2 separate regions of the Oryzias latipes genome follow, and region 1 is linked to region 2. Evidence: chromatin contacts called from public Hi-C data. All regions are on one chromosome and are shown on one strand. Each heading gives the region's core, a stretch centred on a gene start, on an enhancer-like site or on the middle of the called end of the contact. The rest is flanking DNA. Distances are from core to core; before and after follow the strand shown.

Evidence for each region. A called contact is a pair of places that touch in the nucleus more often than the background predicts.
Region 1: a contact with region 2 is called in a Hi-C map of embryo, with 2.0 times the contacts expected there. The contact joins two enhancer-like sites. A contact is called at or near these places in 2 of 5 Hi-C or Micro-C datasets (both in embryo).

What each region holds. Positions count from the first base shown.
Region 1 is chr11:26,736,851-26,742,510 of ASM223467v1, forward strand. No RefSeq gene overlaps it. Among protein-coding and RNA genes, the nearest start is that of LOC105355165, 31 kb to the right of the region's middle. Within about 2 kb of position 3,866, at least 2 of the 8 cell types and tissues checked have an H3K27ac peak or open chromatin away from gene starts, as enhancers often do. A contact at or near this core is called in embryo, where this site is marked.
Region 2 is chr11:26,666,167-26,671,625 of ASM223467v1, forward strand. No RefSeq gene overlaps it. Among protein-coding and RNA genes, the nearest start is that of LOC101173561, 3.1 kb to the left of the region's middle. Within about 2 kb of position 3,400, at least 3 of the 8 cell types and tissues checked have an H3K27ac peak or open chromatin away from gene starts, as enhancers often do. A contact at or near this core is called in embryo, where this site is marked.

The sequences.
Region 1 (5,660 bases), core at 2,616-5,115, 71 kb after region 2:
ACATGTGTTCAAGCGACCATTTCCGATGAAAAGTCGATGCAAACGTGCGTAAATGCGCGTTTGGGGTTTCTGCATTCAAAATTCCTGCATTCACATAAGCTACACATGTTTTAAAGTCCCTTTTTGGGCTCTACATATAAAATGTGCTCCATTCGACACGTGTTAAAGCTTGAACTTTGATCAATCAGGGACTCGGATTTCGTAGAGGCATAAGTATGGCGTCCCTTTTGATTTACAATTTCAGGTCAAAGTATCTCGTGGAGAGGCGTTTTGACCTGCTGGTTCTGATCCATTCTCAGAGAAAGAGAGAGTATTTAAGAGGAAACTCTTAACAGGGAGACAAACAGGTTTGGAGCCTGAAAAGCTTTATTGTGAAGCTGACAAACATGAAGAATTTGTAAACTGAAAATCCAAAATGTCTGATTCTCTCACCTTGTAAGTCATGAGGAGTCTCTCAAAAACACCTTCCAGGAGGAGCTGATCAGCTGATGGATCACAAGCTTGTTAGTAAAGAACACAATGCACAAACTGTTTTTGTCTCTTCACTTCATACACAAAGTTCCTATTTTAAGGAAAACCACAACAACCTCTAAGCTATTCTGTCAGGCAGCTCAGGCAAAGATGTAGCGTCCAGTGATCAGGGTGAGGATGCTCAGAAGATACTGAACACATCAAACTAAAAGCTTGGAATCAGTGTTTATTAATTCCAAGTCCACTTTGAGATGAGGAAGTAGATAATCAGTATTGTCTACCCTGGAACATGTCATTTAGAGGGATTTCAGACTGTAGTTTCTGACTAATCCTAAAACTTGGAAATGCTTCCTGACAGCCTGATGCTGTCTGTTAACGACAAGAACAAAAACAGGTCAAGTCACCTGGTAGGGGGCTTCTCTGTGGATGCTGCTCCCCCCTCACCTGGTAGTCAGTTATGCCAAAGCCTCTGAGCCTCTCTAACCTGGTAGGAAAAATGGAGTTTATAAAGAATTCTGTAATCCAAAATCAGAAGGTTTCCTGGTTCTTTTTAATAAACATGATCAACATTTGTGATGTTGGTTTTCAACAGTCTTGTTTAGATCTACAGTCTTTTCTCTGGCGTCCTTCGACAGCTCTTTGGTCTATGTAAGGGGTCGGCAACCCAAAATGTTGAAAGAGCCAAATTGGACGAAAAAAAGAAAAAACAAATATGTCTGGAGCCGCAAAATATTAAAATCCCTATTTAAGCCTTATAATGAAGACAACACATGTAATATGCATCTATATTAGCCTACTATCAAAATGACTAAGTTGCTACAAATACGATTAAATGTTTATTTGCCCTGCAGTGCATTCTGCGGAGAACGACGCGTCACGTGACTGCTCTGTTGTGCAAGTTTGACTTCATTATAATATCAATGAATTATGTTTCAATGCTTTGATAAAATTAAAGAAATGTAATAAAGAAATCCGATTTTTGATGTCATTTTTATTTTGAGGATTTGAACAAAAAAACAATAAAATGGAACGCGCGTGCCCCATGACAGTCAGCTTGCGCTGGAATGACAGAACAGCTTCAAGCATTTGCGGCGCCTGCAGACTTTCATTCAGCTCGTTTAGGTGTTTGTCACAGTCATATCCACCAAAAAGTGCAGCTTTTTCAGCCACAGTATCTTCCAGTTGCGGGTAGTTCAGGTCTTTGCTTTTCAGGAATGTTTTCACGTGTTCTAAACAGACGACAAAGTGACGCAAAACGTCACCCCTGGACAGCCATCGGACTGTGTAGCAGGAGATCAGAATATTCGCTTTCAACTTCATCAAGCAATGCACGGAACTGACGGTGGTTCATTTACATCAGCCACCTGCTTAGCGGTCCGCTAAAAGTAAAAATAAATAAAAAAAATTTAAAAAAGCCCTGCTGGTAGAAACGTGTGACGCAGACTATGACGCAAATTTTCGTTGACAGAAATGTTGAAATTGTTGAGGCGGTATTGTGCAGTTCAGGTCTGTTAGCAGCAGGGGATTGTGGGATGTGGGATGATGATCTTATTAGGGCTCAGCATGAGCGTTTCTGTTTGCCCACTTTTCTTTTCATGCGGCAGTTTTGTTGTTCCACCTTAGTTCATTCTTCCTCTTATGTTGTTTCTTTGTGTTGCACCATGAGTGTAGAAGGGAGAGAGGTTGATGACGCCTGTACAATGTTCAATGTGGTGTATGTTCAAAATAAATGGGCTTGATAGGCCGGAAAGAGGGCGCGCGCTCAGCTTCTCTTTTTGCCTCCACCTCTCCGAGACAGTTCGGAGTCGTGTGCTGAATGAGACACGGACAGTTCTCTAGCGCAGCCAGTTGATTGACGGTTCAATATTTTTGACAGCTTGGCTCCCGTATCGTCCTCTGCAAGTGACGTACCTGCTGGGCGTTACAATGTTTATTCTACACATTCTTACAGCATTGGAAAACGTTAAGAATGTTTGTGTCTTGTTTTTCCTCCTATAGAAACCCTATTAAAACTAAAAATATATTTCTCTCCCCCATCTTTTTACATTTTCAAACATTTTTGAAAATGCTCCAGGAACCACTAGGGCAGCGCAAAAGAGCCGCATGCATGTCATGGTGGAGAGGTTCAGTCTGACTGTTTAAGGGTGTGGCCGGGTGTCTTTATACAGATGACCAGTTCCAACAGGTGACGTTAACACAGGAAGTGAGTGGAGGATAACAGGTGAGATACAGAATTCTTGATTAATTGTAAATCCTTATTTCTGCTCCACTACACAAATCAATTCTTTAAAAATCTGTGATTTCCTGCATGCATTTTATTCTTTCTGTCTTTAACAGATGAAATGTTCCTAAGATGAACGTCAGAGACCAAATTTCTCATTTTGAGTAAGACGACCTGTGAATTGTTTATTTTTTGCCCTCCCCCTATTTGCTCACTTAAGTGTGTAACGATTCAAGAGTTTGGGATTCTCTACTGATTCTTTCAGAATCTTTGTGCAAAAATCCATAATTATTACTACTTACCAAACTTTACAGGTTAAACGTTTCAAACTGGATGTTATAAATTAGATGTTTGGTCTTTAGCTACACTTTTTGTGGAGATCAACATCGTTTTGGTCTGGGCTTCTTGGTTTCTTATCGTTATTTACGGCAGGTTTAGTGTTTTTATTGTGACACTTTCAGCATCACAGCTGTGTGTTTGTGACTAAACCATCTGAGTCGTCGTCCCTAAGGCTTTGTGTACTGGGTTTGTCTTGAGCATAACCATCGGTCATGATGACATTTTCAGATCGAAGGATAAAGAAATCGTGTAAGGCTCTCTCTGAGTGTCTAAGTAAACAGAGCAGTAATTAAAAAGTTACCTAAATGCTCTAAAAATGTTGTTTCTCAGCAAAACATCAGGAAGTTCTGTCTGAAACAGCCTGCAAGTTCAGGAACTGAATGGACCTAAGTGGATATGAATGAAGATTTCTTTTGCTGATTTACTTGTTTATTGTCTCTCCTCAGCCTCAGAAATAGTCCTAAAGTCTCCTTTCTGCTGATTTAAGCTGATTGATTCCAAGTCTGGTTTAAAAAACGTGTGCTAAATTAGCTTTTACATTCATTTCATATGTAAATTCTCCACCAGATGAGGCCGTCTGCTGGGTGTCGTCTGAATGGAATGACAGAAGCATTTCCACCAGAGTGACACACAAAACCACCAACAAACGATCACTTTAATGAATGCAAATTCATTATGTGGTCTTCAGAAAAAAGGCCTGTGCTTGTGTCATAACGCCACACTATAGTATTTTCATAAATCAACACACATCCCACGCGTACAATAGAGGGCCTGAGCACCCCCTGCCCCCCGTGGCTGATGGAGTAGCGACCAGCGGCTGAAGGCAGCGGAGAATCGAGCTCTGTGGCGACCAACAGGCAGGCATTGTTTACAGCTGACTGTAACAATAGCAGCTCTGTCAGAGGGATCATCTGTTTTCCTGGCTAGTTGGCCTGTTAATACGGCTACTTATGCTGCATGAATGGACAAACAAACAGGCGAACGGACAAACAAGTAGGTTGGGGTGGTCATGTGTCACAGCACAGAGCCAGCACCACACACAGTTGGTGTCGATCTGGACCACTTCATCAGAACATAGTTTAAAGGTGTTTGGTTGCAGTGAGCGTTCTATTTTACTGTCAGTGTCATGATTAATAATTTAAGCCTTATGATGACGAAACTGAAGAGAGGGAATGAAAGAGCCGGAGAGGAAGACAGAAACAGAATGAGCACACGTCCAACGTTTTCCAGGTCAGCCCAAAAGCCCCGGGCCACACTCGCCGTTCTGTTGCTGTTTTCCTCCCCTGTTTTTTCCTCCTCTCATTCTACCTCTCTTCCTCCCAGGGCCAACGTCAGGCTGCAACAGGATTCAGCCGTTCCCACAGAGACTGAAGAGACGGGGCTGCCATGGCAACCGTGGATTGCTTGCTAGACCGAAGAGCCACTTCATCTTTCTGTCTCTGCTTTTCGTTCCTTCGTACCACTCCACCTCTCACTCTTTTTTTCTCCTCTGTCAGTGCCAATGTATTCCGTCTTTGATCAAACTTTTTTTGTAACTTACTCCTGCATCCCAACCTACACGTGCCACTCCGCTCATCCTCCTCCGAATCGCTTCCACGCCAAAAGAACACAACCAGGAGGAGTAATGAACTGTCTCACCGTGCAGCACTTCTCCCAGTGAGGAGGCCACTTTGACTCTGCACAGCTAATGTCATCACCAAGTGCTTCAGAAGAGGAAAACATTTGAATCAAATCACCAAGCTCAGTGCACTCTCTCAATTAATTCAGCAGAGCAAAGCAGAGGTACCAGGAAAGGTTGGAGTCTGCAGGAAATGGCACTCGTGGGGTTTTTAATAACTGGAGAAACATGATCTCTCAGTGATCTAAACTACTTCAGCATGTGTGGCCAATCAAACACCACCTACGCTTAAGGAGTCACTTTTGTTTTACTGATAATGAAGCAGGGATTGGTTTGGAGGGTGGTAGGTGTTGGTTATGTCGATGCTCAGCTTCTAAATGTGCTCTCAGGATTTTCTTCTTTCAGAGTAGATTCTGGCAGCTCTGTTATTCTTTATTTGAAAAGGGCTGCCTGAGAATTTAGTATGAGAACTGAAGTTGGTCAGGGCAAAGGAGAGAATGCCAGGTTGAAAGCAATCATGCACAGCGGAGAGCAGGTCACACCTCCGAAACTGGCTCTATAAACAAATTTCCTGTGCATGTAGCAACCACAGGGGCTGCTGTGGAAAGTTCAGTGAGGAGCACAAAGGCTGAAGCCTGTCAGACCTGACATCCTGTAGATACATTCAGAGAAATCATAATTCTGAGCAGCTTTTGTCATCCACAGTGTCCCATTAGAGGCAGATCAGTACTCTGGAGGGCAGTGGAAGATCACCTGTAAGGACACAGGACAAGTCGATCTGTTTGTCACACCTGTCCTTCGTAAACCTGCACTGACAGTAATTACAGTTTTAAAGAAACCATATGAAACGTTTGCTGGAATTAAGTTCATGTCTTCGTTTGAACTGTTTTGTCACGTTTATGGGCGTGTTGGCTGCACGGGGCACATTAGAGTTAACCCTATCTCTATTTGCTCTGCATGTAGGCAGAAGTTTCACCTGAAGATGCAGAAAAGAACCAAACTATTGTGCTG
Region 2 (5,459 bases), core at 2,150-4,649:
CTCTTTTTTCAGTGTTACTTTCTAGTTAAAGCCTCACTTTTGAACAGAAAGTTGCAACAAAAAAAATGATGTGTGCGTTTGGTGGTGCGTGTGTAATTGCACCAGTGTGCGTATTTGCATGTCTTTCTTTTGGTTTCAGATTCAAAGTTGCTCCCTGTCTCAACTGGAAGTCTGATTCAGGCTTTAGTCAGTGAAACAGAAGTTTCCAGAAGTGGTGACTCAGGGTCACGTTACACAAATAAAAGTTATCAAAGTTCAGCTACATTTGTCAATGCATCGTCAGCATAGAATTATTTTCATTTTTGTTGGGGGTTTGCACTATTCAGACCTTTTTATTCAGAGAAAGTGCTTAAAAACCCTCTAGATATTTGTTTCTATTAAAGTTACAATAACGTTGTTTTTGTGCTGTTTCTAACAAGAAGTTTTAAGGAATAATTCAGTTAACTTAACCTTTGTCAGCTATCATGAACTTTTCCGAGTTATTTAGTAAAGTTGTCATCTTTTAAAAACCCAATAAAGATCCAATAAAAGTGATATTTTTGGTGGTTTAATATTTTCTTGTAGCGTTTTTTTTGATGATGTAGAACAAATAAAAACAATTCAGCTGAAAACTATGTTTCTGAGTATTTCTTTATTCTGATTGTGGGGCAGATGAGAATGATGCTGTTTAAAAAAGCTCTCTGTTGTGATGTAGAAACTGAAATACTAGGGCCAAAGTCTTCCTGCTCTGCTCCATTGTGATCATCCACTGTCAAACTAACAGATCCATGAACGTCTTAGTTTTCTTCGTCTGAGCTGGAATCTGGATCTGAACTACGGCTGGATAGATCTGACATTGATCGCCACTTTGTTACACCGCTAATGTTAGGTTGGGGTTGTGAGGGTATGCTAGAGGGAGAGAGTGTAAACAAAGGGTTGATGGGAAATCAACAACCCCGCCCACAATTCAGAGGCAATTTTCTGATGAACTCCTGCTGCTCTGCAGAAACTATGTCCTAGAAAATGACACAGGTTTTTTTTTTTTATTTAGGCTTTTATTTATTCCAGATCACCGTATTAGCCTTAATTGTTATTATTCTCTTATGCTTTCCACTTTTTCCAGCTGATTAAGCACTTTGCAAATTAACTTGGAAGTATTCCCATGAGCCTTGTAAACATCCCAGCCAGCAAGGCCAAGTGGGCTCCATGTGGTTTAACAGTGGGCAGAAAATGTGGGTCCTGAGTTGGTTTGTCTGCATTTGCCGTGGTGGCCCCACCTGTGTTTGCCCACATTAGCTTAAGTGGCCACTCCGTGGGCTGGCGCGCTATGCTAGCCAGCTGCCTGGTGGACAGCACAGCGAGCGGCGCCGCCCAGGGTCTGGCAGAGCTCGCTACACTGTGCACCGGGCGTAAGCCAATGTGGGCAAACACAGGTGGGGCCATCACGGAAAATGCAGACAAACCCATTCGGGGTCCACATTTTCTGCCCACTTTTAACCCATATGGGGCCCACTTGGCCTTGCTGGCTGGGATCCAGTGAAGTTTTTTGTAAAATTCCAGCAATTCCAGTTCTCACACATGAATTCAGGAACCGCCTTTCTGGTTTCATCTGTGTTCATCACCAAGAAAACCACAAATCTTCATCTGAACCCAAACAGACACAACTCTAGAGTATTTAAGGTAACTGGTTTACATGCCAATTATCAGAGAATGTTACAATGAACAGCCCTGACATCACGCTCACAGTTCCTCTGGAAAAACTGCAACCTGCATAACGGATGCAATGATCCAGCACATGAACTGCTACTGAAGGTTCAGGTGAAAAGTTCAGTCTGCAGACGCAGCACACTCATCCCCGTCTGAAACCATCTAAACGTCAGTCAAAAGGTCTGTCATAACAACAACAGAGAATGAAGCTCTGCGCCGTTGTCCGGTCTGTGAGACGCCCATAACGGGGAGGCCAGCCCTGTGCTGGGCTGACACTGTGTGGAGCCATCTCTATGAGTGGATTTGTTGTTTATCTTTGGCTGTCAACAACATGCCAGGAGCGAAATATGTCAATGTGATGATCATGCACATTCCATCTGATCTTCTTCCTCCACGCTTCACCTTTAACACAGCCACTCATGCTACAAATTTAAGTTACGCCCAGAAAAGACTTCAGTGTTCAGAAATCCAAACTGATTTAACTGCAGCCAATCAGTGTAATTGATTTAGCAAGACTTAGGGAACGGTGAAATGTGTGTCAGCAGCCAACAGTGGCCCTCATTAACTTCAGTCTTCAAATAAAGCTAAAAAACTATCTAAAAAAGGTAGTGATGCTCTACAGCCTGATGAACAAACCTATTACTGCCCAACGCTCAGTTAATCACCTTCATTTAATTCTGCATGTATGCAGGAAAAGGACATGTCTGATTTAACACATGGGCTGTAACTAAATCAGCTGCAAAGGTCCTGCAAAGGCAAGTTTAGTCCTCATCAGGGTCTTTTTTTCCAAAACTTTCAATATTTTTATTTTATTATTTAAAAAAGAGAATCTTTGAAGGAATAAAAAAACAGAAAATTGTGATCACTCTCTCAGGTTGAATGTTTTCATGATTTTTATAAATATATTCATGACAGAAAAGTTTGAATCAAGGCTCAGAGAAGTTTTTTTGAGTTAATTGCCTGTTTGAGGCTGAGAATCTGTGTTTAGCTGTCAGCTAAGCCTTTTTTTTGGAAATGTATTTTGTTTGTGTCTGACTGTCTGATGTGTTTGGGTCTTTCTTGTGTTTTTCATCTACAGCTCATGGCAGGACATTTTTTCTTGATTAAATGCTTAATCGTAGATTTCATGGTTTCATCACCAGAGGCAAATCATTCAGACCCCAGAATCTATTGCACATCATTGACTCTCCAGGACCTGACTTAAGGGTTAATCCATGTTACTGTTCAGTGCCTGAGATGTGCTGCCCTTACGTTTAGCCTCTAGAGTTTTTCTTCAGCCTCTCTTTTGTTGTTTCATGGAGAAAACAACACTTCCTCATTCAAGAATTAGGCTGCATCCATCCAGCTGGCCATGTTAACGTCATGATAATGTGTCCTCTGTGTGCTCAGGGATGCCAGGCACGCAGGCTCTCCCGTCTCCTCAAGCCATCTTCTCCTGTGAATGGGCTTCTTCACGAGGCCTGAGGTAGCTGGGTGCTGAGGGGGGTGCATGGCAGCAGGAGAAGTGTCATCAGGGTTAAGTGTGGTATCAAGCGTCCCTTTCTTCTCTCCTCAGCCCCAGCACCGTGACTGAGGCCGGAGGATCTCCTCCACATGCACACGTTTCCGTGCACGATGAGCTGCACACGTTGACCTCACAGGAAGAGGGGTCACAGCAGCACACGAGAGGCTCAAAGAAAGAAAGGCTCTGCCACCTCCTCCACCCATGGTCACGGTGTGACGGCGTCAGCTGAAGCAAAGGGGGGGGTAGTCTGTGTCTGTGTCTGTGTCTCAGAGACAGTTTGGGGTGGGGGGAATCAGACCCATGAATGATAGAGAAAGGTGTGGCAGGAGAGAAAGAATCAACTCTGGGTTCTACACCTCTGTGTCATGCATGGAACTGGAACTCTGGGTTCTGCACCTCTGTGTTATGCATGGAACTGGAACTCTGGGTTCTGATGTACGGTGGCTTTCGTTTCTCATTTCTCCTGTCTGTCAGGCTACGCAGCACGGTTACATAATGAGGGGCATTCAGGTTCCTCCTGGGGAAACCACCTCGCTCTCGCACGTGAAAAAGAAGGTGCTTTCCAGGATGGGTTTTCACTGGTTTACAAGAGGAGCTGAAAGTATGATGTCATGTGTGCAAAGGTAACAGCTGATGGTTGTCAAGGCGATTATAGAGAGGAGAGCAGTTTATTGTCAGGTGTGTGCGGGTTGATCTTGTCAGTTGTTTAAGGCTGAATGTGTGTTTTCTATAACAAGACATTTGTCAAGAACTCACATGAAGTCTAAAAGTGGAACTTGAACCAGCAAGTTCCCTTCTGATTCGGCTCAAATTGGAGAATCCTCAGCTCTCACTGGGTCATGTGGGGCAGCCTCAGGGGGCCTTCCTGTTGCCCTGACCCACTAACACTCTTTGATCCTATGATCTCAGGGTTACCTGCCCAGCGCCTTTCATCCCACGATAGTCGTCATTTATTTCTTACTTCAGCAGATTCTCAGTGGACCCCCCCTCCCCCCATTCTCCCTTTATCCTGCAACAGTCAATGAAGCTTAGTGTATTCGTGGATGCTGAGCACGCTCTCCCAAAGAGTCCATTGTTTGGTGGTTGTCAGCCTATGGATGAGCATCACAAGTCTGGCTGGAAGGTAAAGAAGTGGAAGTGTGTGAAGACACAGAAGGCTGAGGAGCGCATCAGCACAGACCAAATGTGCTGAGAGTTCATGGATGTTTCAGTCTCCTCCACCATACGGTTGATGTAAAACACAAAAAAATGAACAGAGCATCAGCTAATCTGATCTAAGTCCGACCTCTCTGCTGTCAGTTAGGCCTGAAGGCTAGCCGGGTCATTTCCAGGATCATTTCCAGATAATAGACAGCACATGGCTCAGCCTTTGAGCTGACAGATGTCAAAGCTGGACAAATAGAGAGGAGACCAATGAAAATAATCATCAGTAGCTTTGAGCTGGCTTGGTTATGAGGTGTGTCAGGGGTCGGGGTTGGGAGGTGGGGGGGGGGGGTTTGGACAACAAAAACAGGAGGAAATGGGAGAGGGAGGACTGTGCGGCACTAAAGTTCTGGCAAAAGCAGCTAAGTAGGTCGCATGAACATGTTATTTGGATGATGACGATAGAAAGTGTTTGGGGCTTTCCGTCTGTCGTTCTACTATTACAGGAACCACTTTCACTTTCACTTCAGTGTCATCTCATTACCGACTGATTTGTGATCAGAGAGGCGGAATCGGGGTGGGATGTGGTGGGGTCTGGGTGTATCCATCATCCAACTTTTCCAGGGAATGTGTGAAGTTTGTTTACATTTTCTTTACCTTAAGTCGTGCCCCCCACCCCCACCCCCCCAGGTTTGAGTATCCCATCATCGTCCGGTTTTTCAGTTTCACAACTTTCACTTTTCAGGTTTTGCTTTTTGTCTTGGTTGAAACAACATGAAGTTTTTTTTCCCCACAGACCTCCCATTCTGCTCTTCTCAACACACACTCAGACACACACATGCACTTTCACACCCACACGCATTTGTACACAAAGACACACATGCAGGACCTGGAAATAGTGTCAGCCCAGTATAAATCCCTTTTGACACATGAGCATGGCATTGAGCTTATTACCATGACAACAGTTTTTACTACATAACAACACAGTGACAATGCTTACACAGTATGACACAACAAGGTACACATTTTGTTGTTCATGTGCTGCTGAGGGCTTTTCTCTTTTTTCTGCCTGTTCTTTTGCTCTCTCAGACATTTAGATGTGTGTGTAGAAAGAAATCCAAGCGCA